Regions from separate parts of the Mus musculus genome. Here all the other regions are linked to region 5. The links are chromatin contacts, called in public HiChIP or PLAC-seq and promoter capture Hi-C maps. All regions are on one chromosome and are shown on one strand. The core of a region is the stretch at or near the end of the contact, and the rest is flanking DNA. Distances in the headings are between cores, read along the strand shown. Region 1 holds the start of 6430590A07Rik (RIKEN cDNA 6430590A07 gene). Region 2 holds the start of Mfsd8 (major facilitator superfamily domain containing 8). Region 3 holds the start of Larp1b (La ribonucleoprotein domain family, member 1B). Region 4 holds the start of Plk4 (polo like kinase 4). Region 5 holds the start of Intu (inturned planar cell polarity protein).

The links. Promoter capture Hi-C pulls out the DNA fragments that hold promoters and counts their contacts. HiChIP or PLAC-seq counts read pairs in DNA pulled down with a chosen protein or histone mark. Capture Hi-C pulls out chosen DNA fragments and counts their contacts.
Region 1: a contact with region 5 is called in an H3K4me3 HiChIP or PLAC-seq map of bone marrow-derived macrophages, with 6 times the contacts expected there. The contact joins the promoter of 6430590A07Rik here to the promoter of Intu in region 5. A contact is called at or near these places in 13 of 39 promoter capture datasets (the 3T3-L1 cell line, the C10 cell line, the HPC-7 cell line and 8 more), 3 of 115 datasets of contacts at active chromatin or transcription factors (astrocytes, bone marrow-derived macrophages and embryonic stem cells) and 2 of 9 other capture datasets (adipose tissue and liver).
Region 2: a promoter capture Hi-C map of pre-B cells shows a contact between it and region 5, with 3 times the contacts expected there. The contact joins the promoter of Mfsd8 here to the promoter of Intu in region 5. A contact is called at or near these places in 16 of 39 promoter capture datasets (the 3T3-L1 cell line, 3T3-L1-derived adipocytes, the C10 cell line and 11 more), 1 of 15 datasets of contacts at CTCF or cohesin (pro-B cells), 1 of 484 Hi-C or Micro-C datasets (bone marrow-derived macrophages), 8 of 115 datasets of contacts at active chromatin or transcription factors (CD8 T cells, astrocytes, bone marrow-derived macrophages and 4 more) and 3 of 9 other capture datasets (adipose tissue, liver and macrophages).
Region 3: a promoter capture Hi-C map of adipose tissue shows a contact between it and region 5. The contact joins the promoter of Larp1b here to the promoter of Intu in region 5. A contact is called at or near these places in 8 of 39 promoter capture datasets (the 3T3-L1 cell line, the C10 cell line, the HPC-7 cell line and 3 more), 2 of 484 Hi-C or Micro-C datasets (LSK cells and bone marrow-derived macrophages), 5 of 115 datasets of contacts at active chromatin or transcription factors (the SCID.adh cell line, bone marrow-derived macrophages, craniofacial prominence and 2 more) and 4 of 9 other capture datasets (adipose tissue, liver, macrophages and 1 more).
Region 4: a contact with region 5 is called in a promoter capture Hi-C map of liver. The contact joins the promoter of Plk4 here to the promoter of Intu in region 5. A contact is called at or near these places in 18 of 39 promoter capture datasets (the C10 cell line, the HPC-7 cell line, the SN4741 cell line and 11 more), 1 of 15 datasets of contacts at CTCF or cohesin (the NIH/3T3 cell line), 17 of 484 Hi-C or Micro-C datasets (Sertoli cells, bone marrow-derived macrophages, embryonic fibroblasts and 7 more), 29 of 115 datasets of contacts at active chromatin or transcription factors (the NIH/3T3 cell line, the SCID.adh cell line, acute myeloid leukemia and 19 more) and 4 of 9 other capture datasets (adipose tissue, embryonic stem cells, liver and 1 more).

Annotation. Positions count from the first base shown.
Region 1 is chr3:40,892,545-40,896,406 of GRCm38.p6, forward strand. It overlaps 6430590A07Rik (RIKEN cDNA 6430590A07 gene), which reads right to left and starts at 1,560. Exons shown (of 3, transcript NR_166482.1): 1 at 1,404-1,560. Abhd18 (abhydrolase domain containing 18) reads left to right here and starts at 1,715. Exons shown (of 13, transcript NM_026622.4): 1 at 1,715-1,899.
Region 2 is chr3:40,844,597-40,848,283 of GRCm38.p6, forward strand. Mfsd8 (major facilitator superfamily domain containing 8) reads right to left here and starts at 2,258. Exons shown (of 12, transcript NM_028140.5): 1 at 2,045-2,258. The coding sequence starts at 2,109. It also overlaps the pseudogene Gm2011.
Region 3 is chr3:40,949,067-40,953,235 of GRCm38.p6, forward strand. It overlaps Larp1b (La ribonucleoprotein domain family, member 1B), which reads left to right and starts at 1,584. Exons shown (of 10, transcript NM_001040399.2): 1 at 1,584-1,618.
Region 4 is chr3:40,797,486-40,801,358 of GRCm38.p6, forward strand. It overlaps Plk4 (polo like kinase 4), which reads left to right and starts at 2,466. Exons shown (of 16, transcript NM_011495.2): 1 at 2,466-2,798; 2 at 3,515-3,610. The coding sequence starts at 2,769.
Region 5 is chr3:40,538,209-40,542,282 of GRCm38.p6, forward strand. It overlaps Intu (inturned planar cell polarity protein), which reads left to right and starts at 2,559. Exons shown (of 16, transcript NM_175515.5): 1 at 2,559-2,801. The coding sequence starts at 2,656.

The DNA.
Region 1 (3,862 bases), core at 310-2,809, 350 kb after region 5:
TGAAGCCTAACACAATCACTTATTTAAAAGGGAGAGAAAAGTAAGAGAAAATGTGTTTAAGCTTATTTCAATCAAAATCATATTTCTATGGTTAGCTGTACATCTATGACTCAAGGATCCCACGCTCTTTCTGGAAAACACAGGCCTGACATGAAATACAACAGAAGAAAAGCAAGCAGCACAAAGAAGGCTAGGAAATGGAAATGCCACAGCCCTATGCATGTGACTAACAGGGAGCTCTAGCCTGGCAGAGCCTGTACATCAGAAGCACAAAATTACAGTAAGTAAAAATAACTTCAGGGTCCCGGCAAATAACAAGCCTGGAAGAAAAAAAGTTGTTGGCAGGAGTTGCAGGTAACATAAATGAGGGTTGCTGACAGATTTCAAAAGGGAGAAGAGGGATGGTCTCTTCTAGGCGTGGAATAGGCAGGACAACTACAGAGCTTAAGAACTCCAAAAGGATGGCTGCACAGCAAAAAGCAGGGCAGAAGCCAACAGCTTCGAAGGTCTCAACAGGCCTGGGGGATGCAGCTCTTTTAAAACAAATGTCAACACTGCTACTCATTTTAATCACCTCAAGATAAAATCAAGAAACATAAAATTGTAATCCATCCTCTGGCCTCTGTACAAACCATGATGCATGTGCCACCTGTTCCCCCTCAAAAGATGAACCTAATAAAACACACACTGCGCTTCAAACAAAAGACTCGATGAAATAATACTTACTGCTTCGTAAAGGTAAAAATACATATTGCTACAGTAAGACAAGCCCAACTTTTCTAAATTAGTGCTCATGAATAAGGATCAAAATGAGAATTACAAGGATGAAAATACTAATGAAACGCTTAAAGGTGTGTTTATTTTGGACCTGTGATACTGAGCAAAGTGTGAGTCATTTTAAGTGGGTTTATTTGCAAAATATGAAGAAGTTATTAGGTTAGGAAAAGTCTAACTCAAGTTTAGCTCTTGAGTGTCGGTTAAAACCACCATTTGGGGCTTTTGTGACAGTGGACAGCTACACAGGGTCAACAGAATGCAGTGTCTGCTGTAAAAGAGGCAGCTTAGGTTTTTTCATACAAAACAGGAAAAATAGTGAAGAAAAAGAAATTCTCAAGGAGGAAGGAATTACCATAACAGGATTCAGGCAGATGCTTAAGACACACAGCACAAGGGCTACAATGTGAAACTGCTGTGACCTTTGTGAAGCATCCCCCTGCCCAGCTTTGTTAGGTACACAAGTTCTCCAAGCACCAAGATTCTCCTCTATTCCCAAGTACACGCGATTATCCCGGAGCCTGTCCTAAGCAGCTCCGAAGGCGTTGCTGGGCATGCGCATGTGCAGCCGGGTTTCGGGTCCGGACAGTGGACTCACTGTTCCCAGCTAGTCCCACCCGCCTGCTCACCTGCTTTCCGGTGATCCCGGGCCCAAGAGGGGCTCCCGCTCAGCCTCACTTCCCAGGTTCGCCATAATTCCAGCTCTCGCTAGGCGGCGCGCTGCCCACTCTCGCGACACCTGCTCCTTCTCCAGGCCCGGAGCTGTCAAAACACTCCTATGAGTGCGCGTGCGCGCCGCGAGGCCGGAAGCGGACCGGCAGCCTAAGGGAAGTGTGAAGCGTGTGGGCCCTGCAGGAGGCGGTGGTGGCAAACAGAGAGCAGGCCGGAAGAGGTGGAGCAAGGCCAGAGCCGGCCTCTGGGGGCGTGTCCCGCGGACGCCACGCCCCGCCCCGAGGACGTCCTCCCTGTCAGGCTGGCTGGCAGCTCGCCTGCTGTTTTGTACCTGAGCAGATTCAGCTCTCTGCTGTCCGAGCTGAGGCGAAAGTCCGGTGCCTTAAGCGTGGAGAGCGGTGGTGGCCAGAGGCTTGGCGAGTTCCCCTTCAGGTGTGCCTCGGCGAGCGGCCTGTAAGTAACAGCCTCTGTCGTCTGCGTACGTGCAAGGCGACAGGAAGGCAGCGGTTCCCTGGTTCGAGGGAGGGCGTTGGGGACCCCTGTGGCCCAACCCTGCTGGCCATCAGCGCCTCACCTGAAAGGGACTGAGGATGAGGCTGATGGTAGGCAGCCGCTGTTATACCCCTGACTCCGCTCCTAAGAGACTTGGGGGTCGCGGCTGATGGCAGCCAGACACTGATGCCCCCACCGGCTCCTCACTTGAGGGGACTGAAGGTCGGGTCTGAGGAGGCTACAACCTCGCTGGTTCCGGGCCCCAGAACCTTAACTTTGCAAAAAGCCAGCCCCTAGGCAAAGCCTGCTTAGCTCCAACCCGCTGCTTTCAGCACCAGGAACATAAACACTCAACAGACTCAGATACTGTTGACTTCCTAGTCTCTGTCCCTGCCATTGGACTTGTCAGCTAATTGCTGCTAGAAGTCATCGTGTGTCTCCTAAAGTAATGTTTTCTTAACTCTAGATAAGATTGTCATGTGATTTCATTGGATCACATCTCTCCTAGGACACGGGTAAAGCAGATACTTATCTATCTGATCAAGACCTGAGGTCGAGATAAGTTACCTGGAATCTCTCAGAGTTGGGACCCAGTCTCAATTCTTGAACTCCTTGAGCGCTTAGCATTTGTCCTGCCTCAGGAGCTCTCTGTTGTGTGGTATTCCCATCTGCTCTCCTTTGATCTTTCATTTGTGATCATCTCATGTGCAGCCAATCAGGCATATTCTACTAGAGAACTGTTAAACTTGAAATGTCTTCTGTTAATTATCTTTGAATCCAATCCTGATTATTAGATACTTCATTGTATTCAGTCCTGCACATATATCTATAGTAACAGAAACAAGGAGATTCTCGTTATTGGTTCCAAGACTAAAGATGGGTAGAAAATAAAGTCCTTTTTTTAACCTCGATATTCTTCCTATGTTATGGTTGTCATTTCTAATCCCTGGACAGTGACACAATTTGAGACTCTTATATAATAGAGGAAGAAAATTTTAACTAGCATTCCATCAAGTAGAATGTGGTGTATGTTGAAAGAAATCTTATTCTTATTCAGGCCCTCTTTCATCCCTACAATGGTTTTCTAAAGAGGAGAGAGATTGACTCAAGTAGACAAAGAAGTGAAAGGCAGAGAGAATAGGAAGATGGCGGAGGGCTACAGAGCTAACCAACAGTAGCTTGAATTCAAGAAACAGGACTCCTCTGACAACAAAACCTGTGCTGTTTACCACCAGGTTTCCTGTAAACAGAATATCAAGAATATCTTCTCATATTTCCTAATATGAAAAGCAAAGCAAGTATTTAGTGTTTATTTAAATGAAATAATTTGTTGCTCTGTATTAGGCCAAGTATAGTTTTCTACTTTCCAGTTGAGGTGGCTCACTCAAGGTCACACAGCTAAGTGGGGAAACTCGGGTCTTTCCATTACTGTCTCCAAGTGATGACTTCAGACAACAAAAACATATTTGGTGAGTACACAGACAAGTCCTAAAGTCTAAATAAATTCAGAAACATATCAAAGGTAGCAATCAAAGCAACATGGGGGAGGACAACAGTGGTTTTTGTTTGTTTTGTTTTGTTTTATATTTTTGTTTGTTTTTAAATAGTACACCAAGAAAAAAGAGCCAAAGTTGAAGAGATTAAACCTTTCCAAATGTATTACCCAAAAATTGGGGACTTGTTGGCTATTTGTCCCCCCACTCTACCCCCTTTTCTCTTTTGGTAATGCTAGGGATTCAACTAAGCCTTTCAAGTGCTTAACAGGAAAGTTATCAACTGAGCTATACATCCAACCCCATGTTGGGTTTTCGTCAATGATTTTTTAGAATAGTTACATATTTCCTACTTATTTTCCTACTCTTCTTCAGTATAAAAGCAATTAAATCAGTAGCCTAAGGATAGCTGGTGTGTGTGTGTGTGTATG
Region 2 (3,687 bases), core at 1,008-3,507, 310 kb after region 5:
TCAAAAAAACCTAAGGTAAGGCTAGCAATCTATAATCTTTAGGTCAAATCCAGACACCACCGGTCTTTAGCTTGATAGATAAAACTGGTTTACAGGTGAATAGTTGTTACCAGATGACAAAAGACTAACTTCAAAGACCAAGTTTCTCGCCAATAGACCAACCTACTGACTAAACAATGCACTCATTTAGTATGATCTGCAGATTTTCTCTTCTAAGTATCTATGCTATCCATGACTTTGCCTTTGGGCCTGAACCAACAAATCTAAACTATACACCAATAGGACTATTACAGAAAAAGTGGTCGGCCTCTGTTCTCTTAAATAGAATTCATAAAGGAAGTCAGTTGAGAGCACTAGACACTCAAGAAAAGAAGAAGGATCTAATCCAATTACATCAATAAATCCTGATTAGTCAATCTTGTTTGATAAGGGTTGCTGGCTTACTATACTGAACTTTGTACAGTAAAGTACAAGTGAGCAAACCCTGCAGTTAGTCATAGCTAGGGAATCAACTTATGATTTTAAAAACAGCATACATATTTCCTTTTAATTTTTAAAATGCTAAACACAGAACATAGAGTTCAATCTAATGAACTCTTCATGGACAGGAACATCTGTCCATCTTCACCTATAGATGAAGCCTAACACAATCACTTATTTAAAAGGGAGAGAAAAGTAAGAGAAAATGTGTTTAAGCTTATTTCAATCAAAATCATATTTCTGTGGTTAGCTGTACATATATAACTCAAGGATCCCACACTCTTTCTGGAAAACACAGGCCAGACATGAAATACAACAAAAGAAAAGCAAGCAGCACAAAGAAGGCTAGGAAATGGAAATGCCACAGCCCTATGCACGTGACTAACAGGGAGCTCTAGCCTGGCAGAGCCTGTACATCAGAAGCACAAAATTACAGTAAGTAAAAATAACTTCAGGGTCCCGGCAAATAACAAGCCTGGAAGAAAAAAAGTTGTTGGCAGGAGTTGCAGGTAACATAAATGAGGGTTGCTGACAGATTTCAAAAGGGAGAAGAGGGATGGCCTCTTCTAGGCGTGGAATACGCAGGGCAACTATAGAGCTGTAAGAACTCCAAAAGGATTGCGGCACAGCAAAAAGCAGGGCAGAAGCCAACAGCTTCGAAGGTCTCAACAGGCCTGGGGGATGCAGCTCTTTTAAAACAAATGTCAACACTGCTACTTATTTTAATCACCTCAAGATAAAAATCAAGAAACATAAAATTGTAATCCATCCTCTGGCCTCTGTACAAAGCATGATGCATGTGCCACCCGTTCCCCCTCAAAAAATGAACCTAATAAAACACACACTGCGCTTCAAATAAAAGACTCGATGAAATAATACTTATTGCTTCGTAAAAGTAAGAATACATATTGCTACAGTAAGACAAGCCCAACTTTTCTAAATTAGTGCTCATAAATTAGGATCAAAATGAGAATTACAAGGATGAAAATACTAATGAAACGCTTAAAGGTGTCTTTATTTTGGACATGTGATACTGAGCAAATGTGAGTCATTTTAAGTGGGTTTATTTGCAAAATATGAAGACGTTATTAGGCAGGTTAGGAAAAGTCTAACTCAAGTTTAGCTCTTGAGTGTCGGTTAAAACCACCATTTGGGGCTTTTGTGACAGTGGACAGCTACACAGGGTCAACAGAATGCAGTGTCTGCTGTAAAGGAGGCAGCTTAGGTTTCTTCATACAAAACAAAGGAAAAATAGTGAAGAAAAAGAAGCTCTCAAGCAAGAAGGAATTACCATAACAGGATTCAGGCAGATGCTTAAGACACACAGCACAAGGGCTACAATGTGAAACTGCTGTGACCTTTGTGAAGCATCCCCCTGCCCAGCTTTCTAGGTACACAAGTTCTCCAAGCACCAAGATTCTCCTCTATTCCCAAGTACACGCCATTATCCCGGAGCCTGTCCTAAGCGGCTCCGAAGGCGTTGCTGGGCATGCGCATGTGCAGCCGGGTTTCGGGTCCGGACAGTGGACTCACTGTTCCCAGCTAGTCCCACCCGCCTGCTCACCTGCTTCCGGGTGATCCCGGGCCCAAGAGGGGCTCCCGCTCGGCCTCACTTCCCAGGTTCGCCATAATTCCAGCTCTCGCTAGGCGGCGCGCTGCCCACTCTCGCGACACCTGCTCCTTCTCCAGGCCCGGAGCTGTCAAAACACTCCTACGAGTGCGCTTGCGCGCCGTGAGGCCGGAAGCGGACCGGCAGCCGAAGGGAAATGTGAAGTGTGTGGGCCCTGCAGGAGGCGGTGGTGGCAAACAGAGAGAAGGCCGGAAGAGGTGGAGCAAGGCCAGAGCCGGCCTCTGGGGGCGTGTCCCGCGGACGCCACGCCCCGCCCCGAGGACGTCCTCCCTGTCAGGCTGGCTGGCAGCTCGCCTGCTGTTTTGTACCTGAGCAGATTCAGCTCTCTGCTGTCCGAGCTGAGGCGAAAGTCCGGTGCCTTAAGCGTGGAGAGCGGTGGTGGCCAGAGGCTTGGCGAGTTCCCCTTCAGGTGTGCCTCGGCGAGCGGCCTGTAAGTAACAGCCTCTGTCATCTGCTTACGTGCAAGGCGGCATGAAGGCAGCAGTGTCCTGTCCGACAGAGGGCGTTGGGGACCCCTGTGACCCAACCCTGCTGGCCATCAGCGCCTCACCTGAAAGGGACTGAGGATGAGGCTGATGGTAGGCAGCCGCTGTTATACCCCTGACTCCGCTCCTGAGAGACTTGGAAGTCGCGGCTGATGGCAGCCAGACACTGATGCCCCCGCCGGCTCCTCACTTGAGGGGACTGAAGGTCGGGTCTGAGGAGGCTACAACCTCGCTGGTTCCGGGCCCCAGAACCTCAACTTTGCAAAAAACCAGCCCCTAGGCAAAGCCTGCTTAGCTCCAACCCGCTGCTTTCAGCACCAGGAACATAAACACTCAACAGACTCAGATACTGTTGACTTCCTAGTCTCTGTCCCTGCCATTGGACTTGTCAGCTAATTGCTGCTAGAAGTCATCGTGTGTCTCCTAAAGTAATGTTTTCTTAACTATAGATAAGATTGTCATGTGATTTCATTGGATCACATCTCTCCTAGGACACGGGTAAAGCAGATACTTATCTATCTGATCAAGACCGGAGGTCGAGATAAGTTACCCGGAATCTCTCAGAGTTGGGGCCCAGTCTCAATTCTTGAACTCCTTGAACGCTTAGCGTTTGTCCTGCCTCAGGAGCTCTCTGTTGTGTGGTATTCCCATCTCCTCTCCTTTGATCTTTCATTTGTGATCATCTCATGTGCAGCCAATCAGGCATACCCTACTAGAGAACTGTTAAACTTGAAATGTCTTCTGTTAATTATCTTTGAATCCAATCCTGATTATTAGATACTTCATTGTATTCAGTCCTGCACATTTATCTATAGTAACAGAAACAAGGAGATTCTCGTTATTGGTTCCAAGACTACAGATGGGTAGAAAATAAAGTCCTTTTTTTTAACCTCAATATTCTTCCTGTGTTATGGTTGTCATTTCTAATCCCTGGACAGTTGCACAATTTGTGACTCATATGTAATAGAGGAAGAAAAATTTAACTAGCATTCCATCAAGTACAATTTGGTATATGTTGAAAGAAATTTTATTCTTATTCGGGTCCTCATTTCATCCCTACAATGGTTTTCTAAAGAGGAGAGAGATTGACTC
Region 3 (4,169 bases), core at 334-2,833, 410 kb after region 5:
GACCGACAAGTGCACTTCTTGTAATGTCGAGGCTGGGTCTTCACTTGAACTTGGCTCCGGATCAGGAGTGCCTATTGGAGCCCACATCGTTACTGGGAAACTTTTCCTGGGTCCTGAGGACCCGCCCTCGTGAAAAGCCTGAAGCGTTTCACCTTAGCGCAAATGGACTTTCTGGTCCTCCTGGTTCCTGAAGATTGTCCTCCTAGTCCCTGGGTCACAGACGTAAGATGCTCCCCAAGCGTAGCAGGTTCATCCTCGCGATCCGCTAGGGCGGGGCTCTCATCAAACCATGCCCGCCGCATTCGGGAAGACTCCACAGGCCGCGGTCGCCCGCAGCGTTTAGGGAATGCCCGCAAGTGGCCACGTCACTTTCCAGGGTGCCCGCCCCCTAACCTGCCTCGCCCTCTACCCGCCCCGCCCCTCACCCTGACTGGCCCTCGCCCTGGTCCTTGGGCACCTGGCCTACTGAACGCTGATTATCTTGGCTCTTGCCTACATCACGCCCCGCCCACTGGCACGCCTTTCCCCTTGCGCGCCCCGCCTCTTGGACGCCTCCGCCTCCGCACGCCCAGCCCATCGGCCCGCCTCAGCCTATAAACGCCCCGCCTACCTGGCCACCCCGCCCATTGGCCCTCCTCGCCCTCTGTACGCCCCGCCCAGTAGCCTTCCTCGCCCTCTGCACGCCCCGCCCCTGGCTGCCTCGCCCTCTGCATGCCCCGCCCTCAGGGACAGTTACCGGCTCAGGCCGCGCGCGCCTCCGCAGCTCGCCAGAGATCCTTCAGACTGGCTGGAGCGCCGCGTTGTCGCCCGCGCCCGCTGAGGGCTCGCGGCTCGGGCGCGCCCGGCGCGAGTGGCGAGCTCCGGCCGTGCGCTGCGACGAGGCCAGGCGGCGGGCGGTTAGCGCTCCGCTCGGCGGGCGGGGAGGACGGGCACGCCGGGCGCTGCACGCCTCGGCGGGCGGGTTCCGCGTCCCAGGACCGAAGCGGGTCGGTGCCCCCGTGTGGAGAGAGGGGCGGCCGGGCTCCCTGGACCCGGACGGCCCCCGGCTGGGCAGGAGGCTGGGGCCAGGGGCCGGCCATGTCCGCTCGCGCCCCGGTGCCCGCCGCTGCCACCCGGGAGGACCCGCCCGCCGTGGCCGGAGACCGGGACGCGCTGTTGGCAGCGACGAGCCGGCGGGCGGAGCAGCCGGCGCCCGGCGAGCGGGAGGGCAAGGAGGCGAGGGAGGAGCGGGCCGCGGCCGCCACCAGCGCGGGTGCGCGGGGAGAGCCGTCGCCGGCGCTCGTGCTGGGACACAGCGTGCCGCAAGCGGCCGTGCCCGTGAGGCCGCTGGCGCTGCACCTGGCGCACAAGGCGCGTGCGCCCGGGGGTCCCTTCGGCGGGGAGGCTCCGCCGCTGCCGCCGCCGCCTCCGCCGCCGCCACCACCACCGCCGCCGCTGCCGCCGCCAGCACCGCGGGACCCACCGGAGGACGCCCGCGAGGACCCAGCGGCAGCCGGCCCGGAGGACAAGCCGCCGCCGCCGCCGCCAAAGGGGAACCCGTGGACCAAGAAGCTGCCGCAGCACCTGTCCACCGTGGGCACCGGCGTGCCGTCGCCCGCTCAGGACTCCCCGGAGGCCGGTGAGTGCGGTCCGCGGGAGGTGTTTGGTTCCTAGGTGTCATTCACCGTGCCGATTTACATAAATGGACATCTAGGAGAGGGAGCGACAGGAAGAGGTGGGACCTCAGGTTCTCCTTGACGGGTAGGGGCACGACGTGGGTGACTGGGCAGCGGGGCTGTGCTGGGCTCGTGCCTTCACGTGTCGGCGTCCTAGACGCGGTGAATACCGTGGAAAAGTTTCCGGGAACTTGACACAGAGTAGAGGCGAGTCGGGACGAGCGGATTTGTAAGTGGAAGTCCGATTGGGCTGGCTCCTGAAGTGAGGTGGTGAAACGAAAGTCTCGAAAAGCTGCTAGGTAGATGTGGCTGTGAAGGCAGCTGGTATTAGGTGTTTTTGCGGTTGTGTGGTTGTGTTTCAGAATGCCTGACACAGGACAGTTGATTCAGAGTCCGGATCGCACAGCTGGTCCCACGGTAGCCTGCGCGTTAGCAATTGGGTTGTGCCTTTGCGTTCGAATGCTGACCCATGCAATATGGCCCTTGGGGCTTTATTTGGGTTGCAGCAACTGCAGTTAGAAAGTAAAATGAAGACTGGCTTGTATTTGGTGGCGTATGCCGATTGATGTAGAGGATTAGGCGTTCGAAGAGAAGTCAAAAAGAAAAAAGTTAGAATGGAAATGCTGAGTAAAACTCTCCTTTTTCTTTTTTTTTCTTTTTTTAATAAAACTGCACTAAAATAACTGAACTTTTCTGTGGGAATTGCGGCTGTTTTGTTGGCAAGTTTTCGCTGGTCTGGGGAGAGTTGGTGGAACAGCCGAAGTTTGAGCATGTTTATGGGGTTGTGAGGGTCAAATGCGGTGAAGGGATCCTGTACAATTGTGATTGTTTTATCTCTCCTGTAGGGGGAGATAAATGTTGAACCAATTTAGTTTCTTAGGTTTTGCACGCAGAACCAATTTAGTTTCTTAGGTTTTGCACGCAGAAATGCTCACTAACTTATTTGCTTTTGTTATTTTGCTTGCTTTTTGAAACACTATCTACTTGTGTAGCCCAGGGGGTTGTGGAATTCTTGATCCTCACGTCACTGTCTTCTTCAAGATACTGGGATTATAGACATTCTGCTCTCCTTATTAATTCTTACTAAATTTTGACACCTTAAGGAAAAACAAAACAAAAGCACTGAGTTTTGCTCTCCATCTTGTATTAGTACAATTCTGGCCTGCTGAAAAGAGCAGTTTACTACCATTGCTAAATAAGTGAAGAGAACATGGTATATCAAGTCTTCTTAAAATTTCGTAGAGAAACCTGTTGATCACTCTGTTACCCCTCCATATCTAGATTTACACAGAGTACTAGGCATTATAATATTTATTGAACTATGAAATATTAATCGAGTTTTTTGTGTGTTTGTTTTTGTTTTGTTTGTTTGTTTGTTTTGTTTGCTTTTCGGTTTTTGGAGACAGGGTTTCTCTTTACAGCCTTGGCTGTCCTGGAACTCACTTTGTAGACCAGGCTGTCCTCGAACTCAGAAATCCACCTGCCTCTGCCTCCCGGGTGCTGGGATTAAAGGCATGCGCCACCACCGCCTGGCTCCGAGTTTTTATAAACTCAGTTTTCTAGACTTTAAAACGTTTCAAAGTGAAACTGGAGATTCTTTTCCCCCCTCATGGGGATGAGCCTAGGGCTTTGTGCTTGCTGGGCAAGTGCTTTATCATCAAGCTGTATGTGCAGATTTTCTAGCCCCTCCCCCCAAGAATTTTATTGCAGATTACTTGGAAAAATATTTGACAGTTTAACCTACTTGTGCCTTGGATCTCCAGTCCTCCTTAGATTAAGGATACAGTGACTTACTGGGAGTGTGGCCCATACCTATAATTCCAACAAGGGGATTATGAGCTTGAAGCCAGCCTGGATTACACTCAAGACCAAGGTCTCAGAAAATCAGAAGCCAGGCCTTTAATTCCAGTACTTTTGAGGGAATGGCAGTGGATCTCTGAATTCAAGGTCAGCCTAATCTACTACTTAGTTTCAGGACAGCCAGGGCTATGTAGACAGACCTTTCTCAAATTCAAAAGGAGCTCTAGTTGCACCAATGTTTCTGTATTAACAACTCTTACATCCTGGGGTCACTGCAGTACTGGGAATGCTTTTCCTCAGATCTGTGGCAGGGTGGCAGTGCTGACTCTTAAGCTGTTCTACAGTGTCTAATGGGTAACTTAGAGTGGTGGTGTAAGGAATGTACTGCTGAAAGAAATGGGTGATAGTATAGTTATTACTAACTAGCTAGTTGACTTTTGGCATTATTCTTGTAAATTAATGACATGGATAGGTTCATGTCTTCTATTTGTTGTTTGTTTTGATAAACATTTTTCTGAATTATAGAGGCTAGCAACAAACCCAGACCTCCATCTAGGCTGAGGTAATGGTCATGAAGGAGCCACGGCTCCCAAATCTTACTTAAAACAAGAGTGCTTTCTACATGCAAGCCAGATGCCATGCCCTCCTTCTTGTTTTCCTAAGAAAACTGAATAGGGTGGGCTACAGCTTGGACAGATAGCTCAGTAGTTAAAA
Region 4 (3,873 bases), core at 1,216-3,715, 260 kb after region 5:
AACTGATTTCCTTAGTGATCAGAGATGACAAGAATATAAAATTAATAGAAGATAACATAAACTAAATTGTAATCCATTGCTAAAAGAAGAAAACATTGAAATCACATTAAAAAGTCTAGTAGCCAGGTGAGTACTAGTGAAACAGAGGGAGGGTGTCCATTGCAAGTAAGTACAAAGTCAGGTCTACAGAGACCTTGTCTTAGTAAGTAAATAAAAACCTAAACACTGATAGCTACTTTAATGACATCATATTTGCCAGTTTGAAGAGTATTTGTGGCTTATAGAAGATCCAAAAAAAAAAAAGATGTAGTAGAGAAAAAGTTATGCTAAGAACATACAAAAAGGTAAGTGAAAGGCTAAGAAAAAATGATTCTACAGGTTAAAAAAATGTTTCTGTAAATATGAGTAGTATAAATTAAAACTTTAGAGCATAAAGAGGGTATTCTTTGATTATAGAGAATTCATTAGAAATATATATGAGCTCTGACACAGGTCTGAGAACATAGACTGCAGCTGACAATGAAGTGATAACACAAGGCAAATATATAAAGCAACAAAAAGTAACGAGGGCATGGATTTATATCAACAGACTATTAATGGGCTCTGATAAACTTTAAATACATGTGAAATATTTACAAAAACTCTGAGGCCACAAAATAAAGCCCAGGAATACCAAAGACATCTGCAAGACTTTTAAGCAACAGTCTAAATCATCTATGAAACTAGATCGGGTAGCACACATCTAAAATCTAGCTCTGGAATTCAAGGCCAGCCTGAGGTGCATAGCATGACCCTGAGTCATAATAATCTTATTTGCCTATTAAGACACTGCAAGGGAAATTCTAATATGCCAGTGTGCTTGAAATTAGAATTCTAGAATGTTAAATCATGTTGAAAATTGAGAGTGCTTCTATGAATGTAAACATTCCTTAAACTACAAATGAATCCATTAAATTGCAGGTTTTTGTTTTTGATGTGCAATCATTCCTGTGTGTACGTAAATTACGTGTTCATTATAAAGTATCTTCACACAAGCTCCATCCGGCAGGCACGGTGCTTTGTTTTCAAACAGCTTTGAGAAAGTTCTGTACATGAGATCAGCTTTTTTGTTTGTAGATTTTATTTTTATAACGTGAGTTTATGTGAGTATAGGTTTGTGTACATGAGTGCTATGTCGATAGGAGCCAGAAGGTGGCATCAGAGCCCCTGGACGTGGATAACAGGAGGCTAGCTGACAGCATTGAGTACTGATAGGCAAATATGGCTCTCTCCCACAGCAGCTAGGTCTCACTCACTATGTCGGTATCTCCTACCCCTGAGATGTGCACAGTGTCTGAAAAGCATGAAACTTGTGAAGTGATGCCTTGCTTGCAGGATAACGTGTTCATTTAAATATGTGTGGAGGTTGGCCTTAATTGTCTCAAGGATACTGCAGCCAAAGACAAAAAGGTCCTAAATGAGGACCTCACTCAGCATAGAACCTTTTAAAAGTGCCCGCTAGCCTATTCCTCTTATTCCTAACTATAAATTGCCCTTGGAGACACAGGCCCCCACTAAGACGACTCATCTTTGTTGATAGACCCCCTGACCACCCAGGTGCCATCATCTCTGATTTGCTGTCTTTCCAAATGAATCTTTCCTTGCCTCACTTCTTGTCCTGGAATCACTGGCATTTGGGGATAGCAATCTAGACCTGGATTGGAACACTATTAGGAGTTGAGATAAAACACAGACACAGAGAGAACACACTATTGAGGATCTTCAGAAAACAAGTCACTACTTTGGATCTTTTTGCATCTGATTAAAAAATCTCAAAACAATTAGGCTAAAAAGCAAACCCCTGTCGGATTATTTACTAGCAACTAATGTAAAGATCCATACCACTACTCTTTCTTCAAAACATTTTTAGAGGAAAATGACTTAGCCTAGGTCACTCACATATGGCTCAAAATAAATTTGTAAGATTGGTAGCCCAGGTTAGCCTGGAACTCCTTAGAGTCCAAGAATGGACTGACTCAACCCCAGTGCGTCGCTGTGTCCAACCTTTAATATCTGTCCGGGCAGCGGGTTGCTGGGAAAGAAGAAACTAGAACCCAAGGACATGTCCACGCTTGGAAAGCATTTTACCACTTAGGTACATCCCCAGGCTTTTTTTACTTTAGAGTCGGTGTTTTCCCTATACAGTTCATCTTAAAGCACCACACATTAATAGCTGTAAAAAAGGAAAATGGCACAACGGTGTACATGGTGGGCTGGCGGGTTCGGGGCTGTTCTAAGGAAAGTAATGGACTTTTCCCCCTAGTTCTCTTTAGGCCAAACCTACACACTTATTTAAAAGACTTTCTGCGGGAAGCCAAAGCCCTATTATCCTTCAGGTCAAAACGTAACCTATTATTAGCGTCCGCGCTACGGTCAGTCGTACACTGACCGCTTTCCGTCAAACTTAAAACCCACTTCCGGCCTAGAGCGAGGGAAAGCCCCTGCTGCGCATGCGTGTCGGTCTCCGCCTCTAAGAAGTGGAGAGTGTGCTGACGTCACCGCCAGGCTGGCTCGTTCGGAGACCGGCGGGAATTTTTCAAAATGGGAGCTCCGGGGCGCCGCCCAGGCCTCGGGAGGTACCGGGGGTACCTTTCGGTGGCGTTGGCGGCGTCGCCAGCGGCGGCGTAGAGAAGGCGTCCTGATGGGCGCCAAGACCTGCTGGCTTCTCGGAGCGCTGCCTCGGAGGGACTGCGAGAAGGCCGAGCCCCGGGCGCCGGCGGCTCGGGAACATGGCGGCGTGCATCGGGGAGAGGATCGAGGTGAGGCCGGCGGGCGCGGAGCTGAGGGAAGGTCCGATGGAGGCGGACTCTGGTATTCCGGGACCCAGTGAGCTGAGGTGAACCGAGCGCAGTGCTGAGGGGAGGTCCATTGTGGCTCGGCACAAACACACGGGAGACCAGACGGGTTAGCGGGCTGAGGCTGAGGCCCAGTCTGGCTCAGGCGCTCACTGGTGCTCAGTGACACTAGTAAAGCGGGGATGAGGCGGGCAGGCGCGGTGGCGGTGGCGGGGCTGATCGCCGAGGGACAGGCGAAGCGACCCGCCCCCTGGAGCCCCGCCCGGAGGGGAGCGCCTTGTACCCCGCAGGTGTGTCTCCAGCTGCGGGCCCCGCCCGGTCCTGGTCCCTTGGCGTCGGGTCCGCACTCCCGCCTCCAAAGCCGCGCTCCGCTTGCCCCCTCCCCGGGGATGGCGGTTACCGTGGCGGGAGCTGCGGCGGGAACCTGGTGGGCCAGAGGAGGGACCCGAGCTAACCAGCTCATTAGAGTCCTTAGCCTCCATCAGGGAGGGAGCTCAGAAAATCTCTCAGAGCGTCAAGATGCCTTCCACCCCAGACACCTGCATCATCGAGGTGTGGCAGCTGCTTGAACCATGTCTCCTTTTCTCTTTGGCCCATTTCACATCCCATCCCCTACCCAACTTTCTTACTTTCTAGATCTGCGATTCCTCACGTGTAATCCTTAATTTTTTTTTTAAAAGGACTTTAAGGTTGGAAATCTACTCGGTAAAGGATCATTTGCTGGTGTCTACAGAGCTGAGTCCATACACACTGGTTTGGAAGTTGCAATCAAAATGGTAAGAATGTATTAGTTATTGTTTCTTCAGTATTTTTGCAAGGTACTAGAGAGCAATGAAGGCATGCTATTTAAAATGTCCCACTCATTATCTGCTAAAGACTGCACCTTGCCACCCTGCCAAATGTGTGCATTTGTAATAATTGCATAATACATTGCATAACCAAAAGACAGCTGTTAAGTACAGCATCTGAATTTAAGGACATTTAAGAGACTCTTAACCTTGCTTAAGTGAAGTTTTATACTTTACTAGGGTTCAGGAGA
Region 5 (4,074 bases), core at 1,309-3,808:
AGACTATTGCTTGTGGGAAGAACACTGGACATTTTGCTATTGAAAATGTCTTTTACAGGGCTGGAGAGATGGTAGTTGAGAGTGTTTGCTGCCCTTCTAGAGGACCTGGATTAGATCAAGTCCCAGAACCTACATGGAAGCTCACAACTGTCTGGAACTCACATTCTAGGGGGTCTGCAGCCCTCTTCTGGCCTCTAAGAACACCAGGAATGCACAGAGTACAGAGATATACCTGCAGGCAAAAACTTATATACATAAGATAAAATATTTTAAAATCTTTTACTTTTTAAATATCTAATAGGTTGCTTTAAAAGTGAAGAAATGCAACCAAGCACAGCAGTGTACATCTTTACTTCCAAGCACTTGGGAAGCAGAGGCAGGACAATCTCTGTGAATATAAAGCCAGCCTGGGGGCGGGGTGGTGGTGGTGGTGGTGGTGAGATGGCTCAGCAGATACGAGCTACTCTTCCAAAGATCCTGAGTTCAATTCCCAGCACTCACATGGTGCCTCACAACCATCTGTAATGGAATCTGATTCCCTCTTCTAGTGTATATGAAAACAGAGCAATTCTAAACATAAAATAAATAAATAAATCGAGAGAGAGAGAGAGAGAGAGAGAGAGAGAGAGAGAGAGCTACCCAGCTATCCTGGTCTAAAGTTCCAGGCCACCCAGGGCTACACAATGAAACCCTGTCCCAAGCAAATCATTAAACAAGCAAGCAAACAAACAAATGGCTAACTTATCAAAAAGGTGCCTTAAAGCCCTTTTATTTGGAAATAAAATCTTGGCTAAATGTTATTGTTTGAGATAACAGAAGTAAAAGGTATACACATTTTATCAAAATTTAACGTAACTATTATGGAAAGTCCCCTTATTACAGTGACACCCCCCCCCCCCCCCCGTCTGACAGTAGGCTATAAGGCACTTGTCATCTCAGAGGGGTCATGCCTCATCCCCAGGAGAAAGAAATGCAAAAGAATAGATACACACAGGCATTATTGAGTCTTCCCACTCAGCCTGTTAGCAGTCTGGCCTATGTGACTCCGTTTCTAAAAGGTTCAGAGAGCCTCCAGATCTATGAGTACATGGAGGGACTTGGAGAGAGACCACTGACAAAAGCCACTGAGACACCATCCCTTCTCCCATACCTCCCCTGTGAATCTTTTGGTCTATATTCTTTGTAATGATGTACAGTAAAAGGGTAACTATAAGAATTTTCCTGAATCTGTAAGCTGCTCAAATAGATTAGTCAAGCGCAAGGAGAGAGCTATGGAAACCTCATTTTGCAGGCAGTGGACAAGTAAAAACAAGCTGGGTCTCCTGACTGCCATCTTAAAGCGCAGGGCAGTAAAGAGGAGCAGTCTTGGGGAGTGATCCTCAACATGTAGGGTTTGAGCTTCAAAATTTCTGGATTAGGGTTCACTGGCTTTCATAGACTCTGCTGATGTTCACTGGATTAGGTTGATGCTGTTGATGTCCACTGCTTGCTTGCTTCTGGGAAGAAGTCTCCATACCTTTTGAGGTCACAGGCATTTCTTTGGTGATTTTTTTCCTAGACACAGAGTGATATTATGTGCATCATTTAGGCACTGTAACCTACTGTTGATAGTCCTACTTAAATACAGTCAGTGTGGTGTGATGCTTTGGTGGCTTGTCTTCTAACTAGTCAGCGACTATAAGTGACTAACAGGTGCGTTACATAGACAATGTACATACACCCAACAAAAGGAAGTTTACTACCAAGTGGGATGGAGCAAGACTGTGAGATTTCCCCACATAACCCAGAGTGATGCACAATCTAGAACTCGTTCCATTCTGGAACTTATCACCTAATACTTTCACACTTTGTCTGATCTTGGAAGATGAAACCACAGAAAAGGGGACCTGGAGAATTGACTCCTGAGGAGAAAATGTAGCGTGTTGTAATTAATGCTTAAAGTTCATTTCTTGGTTGGCTTTGTTGCCTGCTAGCTGTATACTCATTCTTAATTCATTAAGCCCTGTTTTTAAATTTAATTACAGAAAAATATTTACTTCATTGTATGCAAATATTTAGAATGGCTATGAATAGAGACAGAATGTAATTGAGTCAGCAATGGATGACACAAAGATAGCGATTATGTACCTAAACATAGTTGATGTAACTATTCACAAATCACAAATAAATTAAAAAAAAAAAGAATTGAGAGATTTGCATTAGCACCTAGAGGTGCATGGAAGAGGGTCTTTACCTCTAAGGTACTGTTTATCAAAATAAGACAAACAAAAACCGCCCCAAAACTAGCCAAACGGAATCTTTTGGATCACAATTTTAAAACATAATAGAAAAAAGAAAACAAGACAGTGTGCAAACTGTCAATATGAAAAGAAAAAAAGGAAAAGGGAAAAACGAGTCTCAGCCTGGCTCGTCGCGTGGAAGAGCGTGGGGAAATGCCAAACAGCAAAGAAGTTTGCACAGCCCCCCCCCCCCCAAAAATGCTCAGCGTCTGTACCGGGAAGCTTCCCCGTCTCCCAGGCAACCGGCGCCTCAGCCAATCGCAACTGAGTATCGGGGTCACGTGGCCCGACCTGGCAAAATGGCGGCGCTGCTGGAGGCGCGGCTGGCGGGCTCTGGCGTCTGAGCTTCTGCCCCGGAGCTCTCGCGACCCAGAGGATGGCGGGCCTTGCGAGGGGAGACTCGCGTGGGCGCCCGCCCGAGCTCCCTGGAGACCTGTCCTCACAGGAAGAGGAAGAGGAGGAAGGCGACTCCGACGCCGGGGCCAGCAGCTTGGGCTCCTACTCCTCAGCCAGCAGTGACACGTAAGGCTCCTGGAGACTGCGGGTCCCCTGCCCTTGCTCGCACGCACGGGGAGCGGGGAGCAGTTCGCTGGCGGGCTTGCTCCGGTTTCTGGATAAGGGGTGGGGGTGGGGGTGGGGGTCCCTGCCTCTGGTGGGTTCTGTGTCTGTGAAGGATCATTGTTGTGCTCTGTAGCACTGCCTTCTTACCTCACTGTGTCTTAGAGCATTCTTTAACATTTATTTTTATTATTTTTTTATTACATGTACCTGTGTGTCTTTGTGTGGGTATCTGCACATAAGTGCAGGTGCCCACAGAGGCCAGAAGAGGGCATTGAATCCCTGGAACTAGTGTTTTCCCGGGTTGTGAGCAAGCATGTTGGTGCTTGGAACTGAACTCCAGTCTTCTCCAAGAGCAGCAAACACACCTAACTTATGAAGTCCCTCTGCACCCTCAGACTCCTGAGTATTTGCTGGGGAGAGACACCGTACACACACTTTGTGAGGCAACTATTTAATATTAGGGAGGTGTTTTTTTCCTCTTGTGGAAATGATAGCATAAAGAGGAGCCTCACTATCAAGACATTCTCTCTGGCTTTAGGATAGTCAGGCTGTATTTTTCTGTTCAACCCCAGGGTTTCTTTTATTTCAAGTCAGAATTCTTGGTAATATCATAAGTAAGTTATTTTGAGTCACAGTATTTCAATTCTTAAGGAATCTATCCCTGTTGCTATGGATTAAGGACTTCTTGGAATAACTACTGATAACTTAGAATGATTATTAGTGAAAGGATTCAGGTCACTGTGTGCCCAAAGGCTGTCCATACTTTTAGGGGAACATCCTATGTGCAGTTGGAACTAGCAGTTATGAATAACTGATCATCTTCAATCAACAGTATGTAACACATTCTTTTTTGTCACTAAAAGTAAGGGGAAAACCTGCTCAAATCCACTCTAGAAGCTTACTACAGAGAGATTGTAGTCTTAAAACTTCACACAGATGTAAAAATATCAACTTTGTAAGCTGTTGTTGTCATCTTAAAAAATGATTTAAAACTTTGTGGTTGGTTGCTGTGGTAAGAAATTATGACCAAAGGCAACTTAGACCCCAGGTCAGGGTCCGTTATGAGTGAAGGGCTTCAAGGCAGGACCTTGAAGCAGGCCTGGGTTGCCATTCTACATAGCAGTACCTCCAATCTGAGAACTCCCTTCACGGCCAAAGCTGCAAGGCAGAAAGCATGGAGGGCACTGCTGGCTGGCAGGCGGGCGGGCAAGCTTATGCCTTGCATGCTTTCTTA